Linked DNA regions of Zea mays: region 1 is linked to region 2. Evidence: chromatin contacts called from public Hi-C data. All regions are on one chromosome and are shown on one strand. The core of a region is the stretch at or near the end of the contact, and the rest is flanking DNA. Distances in the headings are between cores, read along the strand shown.

Evidence for each region. Hi-C and Micro-C count contacts between places; a contact is called where the count stands out from the background.
Region 1: a contact with region 2 is called in a Hi-C map of tassel, with 1.9 times the contacts expected there. The contact joins the promoter of LOC103630108 here to the promoter of LOC100284565 in region 2. A contact is called at or near these places in 3 of 25 Hi-C or Micro-C datasets (bundle sheath, ear and tassel).

The regions. Positions count from the first base shown.
Region 1 is chr6:140,868,566-140,871,595 of Zm-B73-REFERENCE-NAM-5.0, forward strand. LOC103630108 (protein IQ-DOMAIN 14) reads right to left here and starts at 1,359. Exons shown (of 4, transcript XM_008651198.3): 1 at 1,141-1,359.
Region 2 is chr6:140,661,371-140,664,575 of Zm-B73-REFERENCE-NAM-5.0, forward strand. LOC100284565 reads left to right here and starts at 1,548. Exons shown (of 2, transcript NM_001370657.1): 1 at 1,548-2,176. The coding sequence starts at 1,680. LOC111589696 (U2 spliceosomal RNA) reads right to left here and starts at 3,123; the gene lies at 2,936-3,123.

The DNA.
Region 1 (3,030 bases), core at 109-2,608, 210 kb after region 2:
TTTGGGGACTCGAGGGTTCGAAAAGGGACAGCGTCAGCCCAAAAAGACGCGAAATGAGAGGAGGACGACCAGCAACAGGTGCAAGACCGCATTTTTGGTAACAAGAAGACCAGCATGCATGCGGATGCGGACCGAAACGGAGGAGTGATCTGTGCCTCTGCTCTGCTCTCCACACCAAAAATTACTCCCCTACCCTCGCATCGAAAGGGAGAGACAAGTGAACTAGTGAAGGGGGGAGGAAAAAATCGCAACTCCAGAGGGGAATCTCTCGCCTTATCCTCTTTCAGAGGTTCACAGTCAGAGTACGTGGTGTGGTGTCCCCGGCAGAGCCCAAGGTGGGGGAGAGGTGAGGAAAAAGGAGGAAGAAAAAAAAAAGCTCAACACATGCAAACACATGGCAGGTGCGTGCACATGAGACGCCGCAGGGAGGGGACGAGATGCGGCCATCGGATGGGACAAGGTCGTCTACGTGAGCATGATCCTGGTGATGTAGGGTACGCACGCACGCACCGATCGATGCAAGTAGTAGTGTAGGTAGCGGCATGCAAAAGACACAAGGACGGAGGAAGAAGAGCTAGCGAGCCATGCCCATGCCACATGAGTGACCAACCACCTCGAGATGGAGATGGAGATCTCGCCGGTGGCGGATAGCTGCTGCAGCGAGCTGAGGAGCCCGCGACGGAGGGAGGGGCCGGGCCGGCGAGATCGATCGGAGTCCTAAATCTGTCAGGCAGGCCCAGCAGGCGCGGGGGATCGTTCCATCAGCTTTCGATCTCCCCACCCAGTCACCCACCTCTCTCACTCGCTCTTGCTACTGCGGCCTGCCGCGCGGCATGCAGAAACGCGAAGGGCACGACGACGACGAGACCACCAGCCTGCATGCCATGGCACCACTCCCGTGAGCGGCACAGCGCCTTGACCTGCAGCAGCCACGCATTACCGACCGCCCCCATCGTCTAGCTAGGCGTCTCCATGCACGATCGGATCGGATCGGAATCCGGATCCGAGCTAGGCAGCTAGCTAAGCTGTAGAGTACAGCTGGGCACCGCGAGATAACCAGTGCACCTGCAAAACGGGCGCAAGCGCAACACAGTAGGGCGGATCGGAGGCGAGGAGAGGATCTGGTAGATCTGCATGCACCTCGCAATCAAGGACGTCTCGTCACGATGCCAAGCTTAGGCGGTCAGTGAGCACGAGCACTGCGCTGCGTGCATGACAGAAGATTGGCAGATGCAGATGCGGGGCACAGCAGGAGCCGGAGCCAAGGCTAGCTGTTAAGTAGTACTACTACTAGCTAGTAGGCATGCGCGCGTCGTTGCTGCCAGCCAGCCAATGCAGATGCAGGAGCGGCGCTTAGCGTACGTTCGACGAGCAAGCTAGCAGAGCGTCTTCATGATCAGATCAGCGATGATATGATCATGCCCCTCGCCGCCGGAGCTAGCAAGCAACCAACCAACCAAAAAGCAGCGCCTGCATCTGCACTGTGCTGTGTGGTGTGCGTAGCATCCATGCCACGCAACGCAACGCAACGCATGGTGTGTGCACATCATGGTGTATGGGCCTGCAGGGCACACTGCACGTGCGCCGCCCGGGGTTCGGTCGTACCAGGAGCGTTGCATGTGGGGCTGTCACTGTGAGTGGTGAGGGCTGAAGCATGCATCATGGTACCTTTTGCAATCAGCATGCTGGCCGGCCGGCCGGCCACCGTACCCTGGGAGGTATGTTTGCTCGATCGCTCGACTCATGCATGCATGGCATGGTATGGCCCGGCCGCCGGCCGGTGTGGCATGGGTCGAGTTAGGGTTTGGAAGCTAGCTAGTATAGAGAGATCGACCTAGCTGCTAGTAGCTCTCCCATTTGAATTTGAATCGTACCATGCATATATATTGCTTCCCAGATCTTAATGCCCATCAAGGTGCGTACGTACGTGTGCATGATTGCTGTACCAGCTACGCACCATGCATGATTACATTCACCACGTAATCATAGTACACACACTTGCCGTACGTCCCAGCACCGGAGCCAAGCAAGCAGCACGAATATCCTTGCCCTGTACGAGTCCTTTTCACCCACCGATTTGCTCTGCTAAGGCCGGCGTACCGTACTCAACTGATTTACCTTTACCACGCACCGTATGGACTTGCCGTTACTTGACAATAGTAGGGATGACAACGTGTAAAATGCCCGATAGTGAATACACGGCCGCATCTATAGATAGCCAATAAGCACGAGGCCGGTGAGCTTGTCACGAAGCCCGCTGTTTGGACCTGATTCGAGCCCGACACGGTCTAGTTCTATGCGGGTCGGGTCCTGACAGGAAACTAAGCACGGTGGGCTGGTCTAGACCTCTAAACCCGTCGAGCCCGCTTTTTTGCACTAAACCATGCTTACCGGCCCACTTAGCCCGCTTTTTCCGTGTTTACCGACCCGGTCCAGCCCGTTTAGGCCCGCTGCTAATATAATAAAATTATTATAAAAATACTAAAAACTTAAAATATAGCTATATAACATCGTGGATAAAAACTACAATAATAAAATAATTTCATAAAAATTAAAATAATTTGGTTTTAAAAATATATAGTAAGTTGGTTAAAAATAAATTCTAAAGACCTATAAAGTGAATAAAATACTGAGTAATATCATTGTTCATATCCAGATTAATTAAATTTAGGATTTAAGGTTTATTGCATTAAACTTAAATTTGTCACAGAATTAAAATTAAACTAGACATATAGATAACTTTTAATTAATTAGCATTTTATTAAAATTATTTTATTTACATAGTTAAATAGACAAATTAAAATTTGGATGGTTATAAAATAACCTATATTTTTCAAACGTGGATATAAAATCGAATAAAAAATAATTTTAGAAAAGGATATATTCATTTAGGGCTTGTTCGGTTAGCACTCGATCAATGTGGATTGAGTGAGACTAGGTGGATTTAAATCCTAAGCAAGTCAAACTTATTTTTAATTTTTTTAATTATACAAAATCCATATGTAACGAGAATAATCGTTTTAGTGGTTT
Region 2 (3,205 bases), core at 298-2,797:
GTGATTCCTACCGGCAAATGAGATGACCGCGCGAGGCACGCGAGGAGGCTGCGCCTGTGAAGGCGGTGGAGGCGCGCGACGATGGCGTTGCAGGTGTCGAGGAGCGCGACACCGGCGTCGAGGTGGATGGCGACGGCATAGCCCTCGCTGGAGCCGGCGAGTGCCCCTGCCCCTCAGCGAGCGTGAGTGCAAGGAGGTCGTCTACCCATGCGGGCGGAGCGAGCGAGGATGCCGACAGGGGCAGTAGGCCCTGGGGGCCGGGGGGCACGGACAGCGCCATGGACTGCGACATCGTCCGGTGTGCTGAGGAGAAGAGAGAGGATGCAGATGCCGCTGGCATGTAATTTCTATAGAATATTCGCGTGTTTGGATAGACGTCGGGCCGATGGACGCTACACGACGGGCTAGGATCCGGTCGGTGGCCGTTCAATTGTGATCTGATGGCTGAAAAATAAGAGGAAGACGTGGATACTCTAAAAGCTCAGATTTGCTCCCGCTATTAATATATATATATATACACATAGAATAGAATAGATAGATGGCGAACTAGATTGCAGCAGTCAAGAGAATAATTGATGCCGTAAAATTCAAGAAGGGAAAGTGGCAAGGAGGCGAGCTCGTCGCGAAAGTAAAACTGGTTTTTCATCGTCTATATATCCCATCATGAATTAATATAGTAGCCGAGTTGATCAATAATCAACTAACTACTAACTGGAAATGAACATCAAACATTGCACCAATAACAAAAAGCATTTTAGATGACAAATTTGGATACCTGTCCACTTCTTGTGTTCCTATATTTCCCTCGTGGTCGTGCTCGTGGGCACTCCAATTAATAATTAATGAAGGCTAAGACATTATATTCAACCCTGGTCTCATTCATAGAGATATCATGTGTGTATCAGCGAACGTACGTGATCTCTCTCTCTCTGATGTGTTGTTATTATAGTAAAACACAAAGGCAAAGTCAGTGTCTTCTCGGTGGGCGTGCGAAGGCAGATAGTAGCCTTGCATTATTAGGGCATGTACAACCTAGACACTGTTGCACGGTACTACAAGTATAAGACACAACTAAAACACAACATAATACAGTGGGCATAGGGCATGTCTAAAACATGTGTCTTACCATATTCACTGTAACAATCAGAGCATTCAAGAAATTAAAGTGACCAATCAGCTAGTTTTTTATCTCGAACATAGAGCTAAGATATTGTGTCTTTATTAAGATACATGTCTTAGTTTTTTTATACTTACCCCCTAAATACACTCGAAGACACAAATCAAGACACCAATTGTATATACCGTTGGACTTTTTGTTGTTGTTGTTGTTGCATGTCACGGATAATGGGTACGGGTACACGGCGGCCTCGCACGTCCATTCGTCCGTCCAATCGCGCACGTCCAAACCTGCCCTCAACGTCAGTCACCAACTCACCATACACCACGTGGTCCGCGTGCTGGGCTAATGACATGTGGGCCCTCAATACTACCGCGACAAACACGCACGCTCTATTAATAAAGCTCACCCGACCACGCCTGTGAATGGCAAAACAGTGCACTGACTGAGTGAGTGTCATCCAGTGCAAGCTCCCAGTCCCAGTCCCAGTCCCAGTCCCAGGGTAGTAGAGGACTAGAGGCAGGCTAGAGCAAAGCACGCGGATTGCGTGGCTAGCGCAACAATGGCGATGGCCACGGCCAAGCTCGTCCTTCTCATGGTCCTCGTGGCCGGCAGCTCCAGCGGCGGCAGCGCGTGGGGGCCGCTGATGAGCCGCCTCCGGATGCCGACGGCGCGGTCGCCCGTCGAGGTGGCGAAGGAGCGCCTCCAGGAGGACTACGTCGTATCGGCGGCTGCGCCGCTGATCCACGCGCTGCGGCCGCTGCTGGGCTCCGCGGGGGACCTGGGCCGGCGCGCCGGCGTGCCGTGCGACAGCTGGCGCCTGGCCGTGGAGACGTACAACAAGCGCGATTGGACGACGGTGCCGGCCAGCTGCGAGCGCTACGTCGGCCACTACATGCTCGGCGGCCACTACCGCCGGGACTCCCGCGTCGTCATCGACGAGGCCATCGCCTACGCCGAGGGCCTCAAGCTGGGCGGCAACGGCAAGGAGGTCTGGGTCTTCGATATCGACGAGACGTCCCTCTCCAATCTCCCCTACTATGCCACCCACGGCTTCGGGTACGTACGTACCTTCTTTAATATATAATCAATTAACGGCACGTCCCAAGTGATATGGAAATAAGCTATAAGAATGAACGAACTAGACTGATCTAATGCCACAATATATATAGTTTTCCTATAGCACAACAGTACGCAACGGAGCTCACTGAAACGGTTTTCTTTAGCGCTACCTACTTTTATTCGCTGACAACATTCCAACAACGTGACTTCAAAATTTAAATACTACATAATTTTAAGTGTTTAGAGCACTAAAAATAAATTGCGTTCCAACAATTAAACCCTAAACCATGTATTTTAGTAAGTAAACTACAGTATTAATAAATAAAATGTTGAGAATGATTTAGAAAAGAATGATAGGGCACTAGCTAGCTTGGGGTGTAGTATATTTGGATCAATTCATTGCAATGCCCTATATATGTTTTTGATAAAAAGTTATAAAATATAGCACTACAACTGTTTTCTATGAATTGATAACCCTATATTTTAAGATAGGGCCCTGATTTAAGATATTGTAAGAGATGCTCTGACGATCTAAAAAAAAGTAGACGGTATTGTGCAGTAATGTTTTTTGGGGTTTAACAAACAACAGTGTCTAGTGGAAAAGAAATATTTTTTTTTGTTGGGTTCTCTATACAAACTGACCGTTCGTAGATATGCTCCAACTTTTACTACTGTTTGAACTAAACAGCTGGTAGTCCAAGAATAATATATAATTTTACCGACGATGGGTTATATCTGCCGCAAGCAAATACATATAGTAGGCATGCATGTTTTTTAGGACATATTCAATATCCGTGTGCTATGATGACACAATCATATTTTTGATATTTATAAATAAAAAAATAAATTTAATACTAAAGTGAACATATGGTCCACATATTAGATATTAAACTGACAAGAACAAATATTACACTTTATCTTAATCAAAAGACAGAGAAAGATATTAGTTAAAAATGAGTCCGGACCCTTTTTTTATAGCTAGTTTTATCGCTCGTCCTCTTTTACTTATCCAAGTGGTACTATGTG